Linked DNA regions of Muntiacus reevesi: region 2 is linked to region 1. Evidence: chromatin contacts called from public Hi-C data. All regions are on one chromosome and are shown on one strand. Each heading gives the region's core, a stretch centred on a gene start, on an enhancer-like site or on the middle of the called end of the contact. The rest is flanking DNA. Distances are from core to core; before and after follow the strand shown.

Region 1 (5,520 bases), core at 2,765-5,264:
GTAGCTGGACAAAGAAGTACCTAATGAATTGCAACTAAAATTCAATGTTACTAACTGCTATTAAGGTAACATAGAGGGAAGGGGATTCTTACTAAGAAGGAGGGATTTAAAAAGAGATAAAACATGGATAGTGAACATTTAGAATGGTGGATGGGAGGAGATGTAATAGATGCCAAGAGAACAAGACAAGCAAAGGTATAGAAATGTGAAAATACATGACTTTCATGATCCTATGTCATTGGAGCAGAAGGTATGTAGGTGGAGGGTTAGGAGATGAAGAACAAAGGTCCCTGGGTTCTCAGGAAGTCCACTCACCTGGCTTTTCTCAGGTTCTGGGGAGTGTGGGATGGTGGGGCTTCTCTGACAGCTCCGTCAGGATTGCATCTTAGGTGTGGCCCCTCATTTCCTCCTTCTCCCTGAAGTCTTTCCTTAGTCTCAGCCCACCCTTTAACCTCTGCATTTAAAAACCCCTATTCTCTTTCATTTTCCAAGGGACTCTGCTGGTCTGGTCTTTACTAACCTTGTGTCTCTTGTGAAATAGATGGAAGATGAAATGATGTAAGACTTTGTATAAAACACTGGCCCCTCAGGGTAAAAATCTGAGCCTAGTAAAGCCGGAAAAGACCAGGTAGCCTAGCTAGACTCTGGGGAGCAGGAAAGAGAGAACAAATGGAGAAAACTATGTTTGGCGCATGGTCGGTGCTTAACCAAGATTTGTACAGTAAACAGTTGGTGGTGGTGTCACTTAGGTGCTAAGTTGTGTACAGCTCTTTGTGATCCCAGGGACTGTAACACGCCAGACCCCTCTGTCCATGGGATTTCCTAGACATGAGTATTGGAGTGGGTTGCTATTTCCCTCTCTAGGGCTCCTCCCAATCCAGGGATTGAACTTGCGTCTCCTGCATCGGCAGGCGATTCTTTACCTCCTAATTGCTAGGGAAACCCAAAAAAATGAATTAGGGAATGACTTGATAGTGTCTTGAGTATTATGGAGTACCTCAGGTATTGCCACCTGCCTCTGCAAGAACAATTTGTATTAGGGAAGGAGGAAGGAAGGAAGGAAGGAAAAGATCCACGTATTCTGGTATTTCCTGGAGTTATGAGTTTCTTATCTGGCAGTTTTCTCTTTCAGGGGAATAAGGGGTGTGTGCGTGCGTGTGTGTGTGCATACGCACGTGCATGTGTACACATATGTGCACATGATTCACAAAGTGACCCAATATTTATTTTCTTCCACTCATGCCAAGACCTGAAGACCCTGGATTATAAAAACAAGAAAAAAAGAGTCTCAGGAGAACTCAGTTTTAATTGTTAAACTTAAGTGCTTGGCACTTAGGATACCAACAAGACTTGGGTCTAATCTCAAAGGGCTTTTAATGTGGAGAGACATAGTATTTTGTGCAAAGGAGACAGTGCTAGAGCAAGGCTGTCCCAGGAAACTCAGAGGAGGGGCTTTTAATAGAGCCCAGGGTCTTGCTATTTATTCCAAGTATAGTTTGACTGCCAGCAGCAGCATCTCCTGGAAAATTGTGAGAAATGCAGACTCTCCAGCTTCAACCCAGACTGACTGAATATGAATCATATGCACATTAATATTTGAGAAGCACTGGTCTAGGGGCAAGGGTGGGATGTGAGAGTGTTCTTAGAGGAAACAAGTTTTGAACTGTTTTGAGCATGAGTAGGGTTAACCAGGGGGCTTCCCAAGTGGCTCAGTGATAAAGAATCCGCCAGCCAAAGCAGGAGACGCGAGTTTGATACCTGGGTCAGGAAGATCCCCTGGAGGAGATGGCAGGCAACCCACTCCATATTCTTGACTGGGAAAGCCAATGGGCAGAGGAGGTAGCAGGCTACAGTCCATAGGATCACAGAGTCAGACAGGACTGAGCGGCAGAGAAAAAGCCTTAAGCAAAAGTTCAGAGTCATGAAAAAGTATTGGGGTGTTTTGGGAACTGTACGTAGCTTAAAACTGCCAATCAATAGAGAAAGAGTAGGGGAGAGAGGAGGATGGAGAAATGCAGGAAGGTAGCAGGGTAGGCAGAGGCCAGACCCTGCTGGATGTGTTTTATGTTAGAAGCTTTGCCTTCACCCAATTCGTGATAGAGATGCATGATGTGTTCAGATTTGCTTTCATATCACTGAGGCCCTGAGGAGCCTGAGAAGGTCAAGGTGGAAAGACAGAGAAATTACTTAGGAAGCCAAGGCAACAGTTTAGGAGAAAGATAATGAGAGTCTAACTTAGGTAGTGCAGTGAATTGGAGATCACGGGCAAAGTATTAGTAAGACATTTTAGGAGGCAATAAGCAGATGAAAGACTTCGGTATGGATTGACGATGAGAGAATGGGAGAGGGCTGAGTCTTGACTGCATTAGTAGTGGGTGGTTGCTCATGACGCCACTCACACAGCATTATTCACAGATGAAAGAATAAAAGTAGATGAACAGGTTTGAGGAAGGAAGTTATGAGTTCAGTTTTCAACATGTTCTGCTCTGGCGAATAGAAAATGTGCATAGGAGGGGAAAAAAAAGAAGAAAATACTATAAGGGTGGAGAACTGGGTGAATCAATGAGGGTGGAGAAGGAAAGCGATGAAGAAGGAACAGTGCCCTACCCAGATTTGGGGCTGTGCTCAGTCGTGTCCATGAACTATAGCCCCATGAACTGTAGCCCGCCAGGCTCCTCTGTCCATGGAACTTTCCAGACAAGAATACTGGAGTGCCTTGCCATTTCCTACTCCAGGGGATCTTCCTGGGATCAAACCCGCATTGCTTGTGATTCCTGCATTGGCAGGTGGATTATTTACCTCTGCGCCACTGGGGCTACAGTCAAACAACTTAGTATACCTGGGAGTTTTTCCTTTAGTCGTGTTTCCAGAGACTGTTTTCTTGCAACTTGGTTCTGGAAACTCATTGGACCTCAAAAAAGGGCAAACGGCTTGATTCATGCTTTCCTAACCTGTGATCAACTCATCATTGACACAATTTGCTGTATGAGAAAATATTATCTAATCTGGAGTTGAAGCTGCTCCAGGATTAGAATGACCAAATAGTTGTCTTTTCCCACATTGTCTTATGGGCGAGTGACTGTCCACTGTCCTCAACACTATTTTCAAAGTGAGAATAATACAATGCTGAGTGATACTCCCTCTGTCGTGTCCGAGTCTTTGTGACCCCATGGACTGTAGCCTGCCAGGCTCCTCTGTCCACGGAATTTTCCAGGCAAGAATACTGGAGTGGGTTGCCATTTCCTTCTCCAAATACAATGTTAATATGTTAATATATAATGTATCAATATGTGTGTTTGCCCGTGGTTGTTCTTCAAGTTCTGGATGACTCCTTCCAAAAATCTTCCCTCTGTTAACTTTTATTTATTTATTTATTTTTTTGCAATTGTTTTTATTTATTCAACTCTAAAGATTGACTGCAGCAATTTTTGGACGGTTGACACCTTAGATTAACACTAATTATATTGCTATAAATTTGGTTCAGGTCCCTCTGTTAACTTTTACAACACTTTCATTTTGCACCTTGAAATTCAGAACTCGACCGTGGTCTGTCTTGGATCACACTCGTAACTGTTTGCTATTTAGCAATCTGTTCTCTGCTCACAGGGGTCTAAAAATATCCTGGCCTTCTGAATCTCCAAGGCAGAAACTCCAGAAGGTTTTTTTTTTTTTTTTTTTAACATTTTCCGATCAGTCATTATCAGCCAATAAAAAAGGAAAGGTCGGCACGTGGTATATTAGTTCGGGCAGGAGGAAGGTATTCCAAGCAGATCCTTTCGCTCTTGCCAGAATCAAACATGGCGGGCTTCAGCCCGACCTTCCAGAAAACCCGGCTTTCTTTCCCTTGAGCCCGGCCAGCCTTTGGGATCCTTTCTAACCTTCCTTACCCCTCGGCGACTCCGAGAGGGTCAGCACCTGGGAGCGTGACAGCGGGCCTGCTTCCCGCCCCCATTCGAGGGCCCGCCCACCGGCCCGCGCCAGCCAGTCGCGGGCCGCGCTGCGGCGGCTGGCAGCGCCGGCCGGGCCCGCCCCCCAGCCTCGCTGTGGCCTGCGGCTCCCGGGCCGGTAGCGCCGCTCTTGGTCGCGCTGACTCGTAGTGTGGAACCGCGGGTCACTGGTGCTCTTCTCCGGCCACAGATTAGCCAAGCGCCGCCGAGGCCGTCGGCCCCGAGCCTCCGCCATGGACTTCGAGGACGGTAAGCGCGGCCTCTGGCTGGTCACCGCGGCGGGCGGCAGGCGGGGTGGCCTGCCCCCGGGGTCTGTTTACCGTCTCAAGATGGCCGTGTGGGCTTTGTTCTGCGGGCCTAGAGGCCGCCCGCCCGCCTGCCCGCCTCGGGCCCGGTGCCTGGAGTCGGCCTCGGTGGGGACCCGCGCGCCCGGATCGCCCCGCCCGGCGCCCTCTGCGGCCCGCGACCCTGAATTCCGCTCCGGCCTCGGCGCGGGGAAGGAAGCTCCCAGAGCGCCGCGGCCTCCCGAGTCCCCAGATCGGCCCCCGCCCCGCTGCGAGCAAATTGCCAGGAAGCCTCCAACTTCCCGTTCTGGGCGAGAGGGCGAGCGGGCCTCCCCCGCCGCGGCTCGCGCTCGCCCGGTGGGTAGCGACCCAGATCGTCCTTTTAGTAAATCCCAAACTCCAGGTTACTACTCGCCAAATAGAATTTTCTGAGGCTTGTTCATGATCATGTTCCTTGGTTGTCTTAGTTTTTAAGATGAGTTTAAAGGGCGTCTGTAAGTGATTAAGTATAGTAGATCTCTATCCAGAATGGAACGTAAGGTATTTCTGGTTAGCAAAGTGGGATGTTTATCCGCCAACAGACAGTGCCCGGGCGTTAATCCCTAAATTTAAAATGATTCTGTGAACCAAAGTGTTTTCTCTGGACATTGTGTTAAGTTAGTCAAAATTATGGCACAGCATCACATGCCCTTCAAATTCAGACCTGTACACAGCCGCCTGGGGGTGGACTGCTGATTAATTAAATGATCAGTACCTTTCGGTCGTCTCTCACGCCAGTTCTTTAAACCGTTTCATACGCTCACGAAATAAAATTAATTTGGTCTTCATATTATCTTCAAATCTTGCCCAACTTTTATAGTGATTGGTGTCAGGGTGAGATGAGTGCGTAATGACAGCATTAGGGAGACATGAAAAGGGATGTGAATAAACTGAATTTAGTTCTGATGAGTTACCGGGCATTTCTGAATAAAATGGCTTCACTAATTAGTCGTAAGCCTCTAGCCCAATCAAAAACATTAACTTTGAATATGCTGAGTCTGATTAAATGATCTTTTGACCTTTGATTTGATTTCATGCCACGAAGAATTAAAGCTGCCAAGTCTAATTATATGAAAGGGGACTGGAATAACCTTTTGTGGATACTTTTAAGTTACTTTGAAATAGGAAGTTCAGATATTAACAGTAGCACACTCCAGTGTTTGTTTTAGTTGAACTTTGATTCGTTTTGATATCGATACCTTTAAACTGAGTATTTGAAATGCCAGAGTTGAGAATGAATTTTACTTTAT
Region 2 (5,143 bases), core at 487-2,986, 360 kb before region 1:
GGGGCAGGCAGAAAGCCTCTGAAGAACAAAGCCCTCCACAGGATATTTGTGCCCTTAGTACTCATCTCACTGTTTGAATCCAGGTAAGGTATTTAACCTAACTGAGTTAACTAGTTAACTCAGCTAGTACCTGGTGGCCTACAAGGTACTCAAATTTTTACTTAAAAAAAATTTTTTTTGTTTGTTTGTAGCAAATTGCTAGTCAGCTTCTGTCTTTTCTCTAGGAAACTTCCAGGAATTTTTCCCACCTGCTATCTAGGAGGAAGGCCCCACTTTAGAATTAAGTGTTGTTCTCTAGGTTAATTAAGGCTAGTGTTAGGGTCATCTCCTAAGGATTAAGAGGGTTGAATGTTTTCTTCTGTGAAAGACACCCAACAACAGTACTGGAATTCGAAAAAGTGTAGGAATTGGCCAGAGGAGCATGGAAAAATCAGTTAAGACTAAGAAATCAACTTTTTGACAAATTTTAATTTTGACTTGGAGATAAAAATGGGGTAAAATGAGAGAGGATTGCTTTCTTAAGATTTGGTGTGTAAGAACAAACCAACTAGCAAAAAAAGACTAGCTGTCTATGAATTGCTCTGCTGGCATACACCCCTCTTTTCCTGAATGCCAAGACAAAGCAATAGTTTAATTGTTGGTGTTCTTAGACAAACTCATATTGGTAAGGCATTCCAGAAGATCTTATATTACTTAGTAATCTTGTTTGTACATTTTTCCACTGGGGAGATTTTCTATACAGATGACTCGGCTTTCAATACGGCAGAGTTCGCTTTTCATCCTGAAATTGGGTAGGGAAAGGTGAAGAAGAAAAGCGTGGTTTAGGTCGATTTAAAAGGGGAGGGGGAGAGGAAGAAACCCCCTCCCCCATACTCTTTAAACAACAGGTGGTTTTGGCGAGAAAGATCAACTCCACGCACAGTACGAAATTGCAGGCGGAGCATTCGATTTCAGTCCCCCAGAACCTGGCGCCAGGTTGTCAGGCTGCGTGAACAAGGAGGTTCCTAGCGGTGAGCAAGCTCAGGTGTCAAGGGAACGGCTCCTGGGTTTTATGGTCCAGGAAAACTGGTTTTTGCCTTTGTCCTCTGTGTCTCGAAGTGTGTCCCACCACCCCCTCCCACCCTTCTGCTCATCTGTGAGGGGAGCAGGATAGTGAGGAAGGATTATCTCCATCCTCCCCAGTCCTTCCGAGGAGTGCCCAGAGGGGCTATTTTTAGTGGTAGCGGCTCCCCTCCAACTTACCCCGGGGTGGAGCTGCGACTGTGGCGCGGCCGCCCAGCGCAGGGAAGCCTTGGGTTCGGGATGGGGAAGGTAGTGGCCCCGGTCCATTCCTCAGGCACTGGCCGCCAGGTGGGCGTTCCAGAGGCCAGAGCGGCTCCACCGGCGAGAGGCGGGAGATCTTCTTGGGCGCCCTGAAGGAAGTCCTCGGCGGCCGGCGGCTGTCCTGGGCGGCCGGCCCGGGCGCGGGGTGGTCTCCGCGGGGAGGAAGTTCCCGGGCCCGGCGGCCTGCGTCACAGCGGGCTGGCACCGCGGAGCCGACCAGCGGGCGGCGCGGCGACCCCGGGGCCGGGCGCTGGGCGGCGCTGGCTGCCGCTGGCCCGGCTGCTCGCGGGGCGGCGCTGGAGGCGGCTCCGTCCGCGGCCGGGGAGGCGGAGGGGAGGAGGGCTGCGGGGCTGGGGCGTTAGCTGCGTCCCGGCTCGGAGCCCGCGAAGAGGACTAGGAGGAAGGCGCCGCCGTGGCCGTGGCCGCAGTGCTTCGGGGCGCTACGGGCCATGAGCAGCCGCCCGGCGGGCGACCCCGCTGCCGCTGGCCGCCGCTGAGCCCAGCCGGGAGACGGCTCGCCGCTCCCCAGCACCGTTCGCAGCCGGCACCCTCGCGCCCAGAGGTAAGGGCGGGGACCGCCGAGGGATGGGATGGGATGCGATGGAGAGGGACGGCCCGCCGAGGACCGCCGGCTCGGTCCTCTAGGTGTGCTGGAGCCACGACTCGCCCCGCCTCGTTCGCGTCCCTGCCTTCCCCCGGCTCTCGGGCGGGCGGACTGTGGGCTCCCGCCCGGCGTGTGGTCCCTGGAGCCATCCGCTGCCGGGGCTCGGGGACCCGCCAACCCTTACCCCACCCATTCCGCGCCAGCCCAGCGTCGGGTGAGAGACCCCAGCCTGGCGCCAAGCGCAGCGCGGCAGGTTCTGCGGACTTGGGGGGATGGGGCTGGGGGACCTGGAGAAAACGGGGCCACGCAGGGGGAGATCGTCGTTCTTTTCAACCTTAAACCTCCCTGAGACCTCAGGGTCTTTACCTACTGGTCAGCTCTTCCCTTACCACCCCCGAGCCCCTGAAGTTAGCACTTTGGGGAGAGAGAGGAATTGGGTCTCCGAAGGGAACGAGAGCGAGATGCCTGCTCCCCAGCAGGACCCGAGGGGAGAGAGGGTTTCGCTGGATCTCGCGGGCCCCAGAAACCAGGTGTCTAGGCCGGCGATTGAGACCAAGACCGCTGCTTTCGACACAAACCCAGGCTCGCTGGTCTTTCCCTTTCCAGCTGGTTCTCAGCGACGACACGGCTAGGGATGGAGTTAGCGACTCAGCAACCTTAGGATGTGCTCTGTAGAAGCTAATTCCTTTCTTCTCTCCCTCTGCCAGTTCTTCCCTCCCCCACCCACGGTGTATATCGGATTCTAGTCCCTTCAAAACCTTGCTCTCTACCTGGCTTTGGGTGCCACGGACACCTAGCCCACATCCCAGGACTGATATTTCAAAGGGTTAAGGCCAAACTTCGCTTTCGAATTCTTTTTAAGCATTTTGAACTCCCAGCAAACCAGTTAGGAAACGCTTTCAAGTCCCTATCCACCTTAAAGTTAAAAAATAAGCACCCATCAAACTGTGTGTGAGTGCCAGCAGCGTTGGGCAGAGGGAGATTTGAATAACTATTTCATGCAGACTTATGGGGGAGGAACAGGTAAAGGAAATGGCAAGACTTATTTTAGTCACATATTTCTCACAAGTTCTCAATAGTGGATAGTGTAAAAAATGTAGCTTTAACCAATAGTCATATTTCCGGACAGGTATATAGTGGTTTCCTAAGGCATACTGGAGACTTCTTCATGGACAAGTTATTAAAATGCCTCCAGATGAGAGATAAGGCAACTGGTCTTAACTCTCTTGGCGCAGTAGAGCACCATCTCCTCAGCGGTCAGCTTTATAGTTTTTATTTTTCTTTACATTCTATTTTTAAATGTTTTGTGTAAAGCGCAAAGGTAATCCATACTTCACAAAATTTGCTCAGATTCATAAACCTGTGGACATGGGTAATAGATTAAGTGTCTACAGTTTCAATCTGTGATATTTGCATTCTTGTGACTTGCTTAGAGAGGGAAGACCGTGGACCTGACCCAGACTGGCTTTACTTTGGAGTGATCAAATACTCTCTTTAGGTCAGGTTGTTTATTTGCTTTTGAGGGAGAGGTGGGGAGCAGCTTTGCAAGGATGGATGCTTTTCATGGTTCACATAACAGATTTGACCACAGATAAGGCCCACTCACCCACCAGCAGTTCAGAGATAGCAATCATGTTTAACAACTTTCTTAGTAATAAAATGATCAAAGCCTTTGTTAATGGTACTAATCTCTTATTTCTCAGATGGACTAGGCACTTAAGGAAATGTGTTTTGAGAAGGGAATGCTTTTAGTATAAAAAAAATGTGTCTAATCTTTACCAATTTGTTAATGATTCTAAATAGTGTGTGCTTAAGTTGTAGTCACCCATAACTTCATAGTAAAACCCAAGTTTAAAAAAGAAATAGAGTGGAAATACACACTTATTTTGCCAAGTGTGGTGTTAATAATCTAATATGGAGCATTACTGTAATACAGGCTGCACTAGATGCCTGACATGCGTGATCTCAAAATCTGACAACAAACTCTTAAGGCAGATGGCCATTCACACTTCACAGAAGAGAGTGGCTCAGAGTGTGTGACTTATCCAAGACCATACAGCTGAGTTAATACCTGAATGAAGCCAAGCCTCTAGTTGTCTTTTTTTTTTAATTTGTATTGGGGTATAATTGATTTACGGTGTTGTGTTAGTTTCAGGTGTATAGCAAAGTGAATCAGTTATACAAATACATACATCCAAATCCTCTGGTCTTAACGATTTACTTTTTTGTTATTCAAAGCTGCCTCTCTTTTTTTTCCTAAATAAATTTATTGTTAACTTACCATAAGGACTGTATGAGGAAATGGGGGATTAAGGAAGTCAGGTCACCTGTTCAGGGTTTTCTGGTATATCGCAGAATTCACATTTGGACTCAGGGCCATCTGTTTCCCAAACCCCTCTTCTTGCCACTGCTCTCTATTAAATGACTGATTTAGAGCTTAACCTAATGAACATTTCACTGCGGCTCATCAGCTATTCTGATTCACATGATAATGATGCCCTCATGAGCTACAACACACTCCCAAAGAGTTTATACGCAATCCCTGGAGTGCTGGCTATGTCTGCAGGCCCAGAACACTCATGAAAGCATATTGCAACCAACAAGGTGACAAGTATCCTAATGCAGGTATCCTTAATTCACTTAATGTCTCTTAAAATATAAATCATTGTAGACTGGTATGGGATAAAGGGCATGGCCTCAAGATAGGAAAAGCTGGTACAGATTCTGACTCTACTGCATAGAACAAGTGCCAACTAATTCACATTATTGAGCTTCTCTGAGCCACAGTTTCTTGGTGTGATAATGGGCTTATAAGTAAAGCCTACCTAGCTGGATCATTGTGTGCATTCAATGTAACAGTGCTTCTGACAGCTCCTGAAACCTGTGTGTTGTGTGTTCAGTCACTAAGTCGTGTCTGACTCTTCGCCATCCCATGGACTGCAGCACACCAGGCTTCCCTGTTCTTCACTATCTCCTGGAGTTTGCTGAAACTCATGTCCATTGAGTCAGTGATGCCATCCAACCATCTCATCTTCTGCCACCCCCTTCTCCTGCCCTCAATCTTTCCCAACATCAGGGTCTTTTCCAATGAGTCGGCTCTTTGCATCAGGCAGCCAAAGTATTGGATCTTCAGCTTAAGCGTCAGTCTTTCTGATGTATATTCAGGGTTGATTTCCTTTAGGATTGACTGGTTTGATCTGTTTGCTGTCCAAGAGA

Evidence for each region. A called contact is a pair of places that touch in the nucleus more often than the background predicts.
Region 2: a contact with region 1 is called in a Hi-C map of blood, with 3 times the contacts expected there. The contact joins the promoter of LRRC8C here to the promoter of ZNF326 in region 1. A contact is called at or near these places in 2 of 3 Hi-C or Micro-C datasets (blood and muscle).

Annotation. Positions count from the first base shown.
Region 1 is chr1:114,057,342-114,062,861 of mMunRee1.1, reverse strand. It overlaps ZNF326 (zinc finger protein 326), which reads left to right and starts at 4,014. Exons shown (of 12, transcript XM_065909161.1): 1 at 4,014-4,196. The coding sequence starts at 4,181.
Region 2 is chr1:114,419,145-114,424,287 of mMunRee1.1, reverse strand. It overlaps LRRC8C (leucine rich repeat containing 8 VRAC subunit C), which reads left to right and starts at 1,736. Exons shown (of 3, transcript XM_065909278.1): 1 at 1,736-1,885. LOC136149213 (guanylate-binding protein 6-like) reads right to left here and starts at 1,556. Exons shown (of 12, transcript XM_065909310.1): 1 at 1,243-1,556.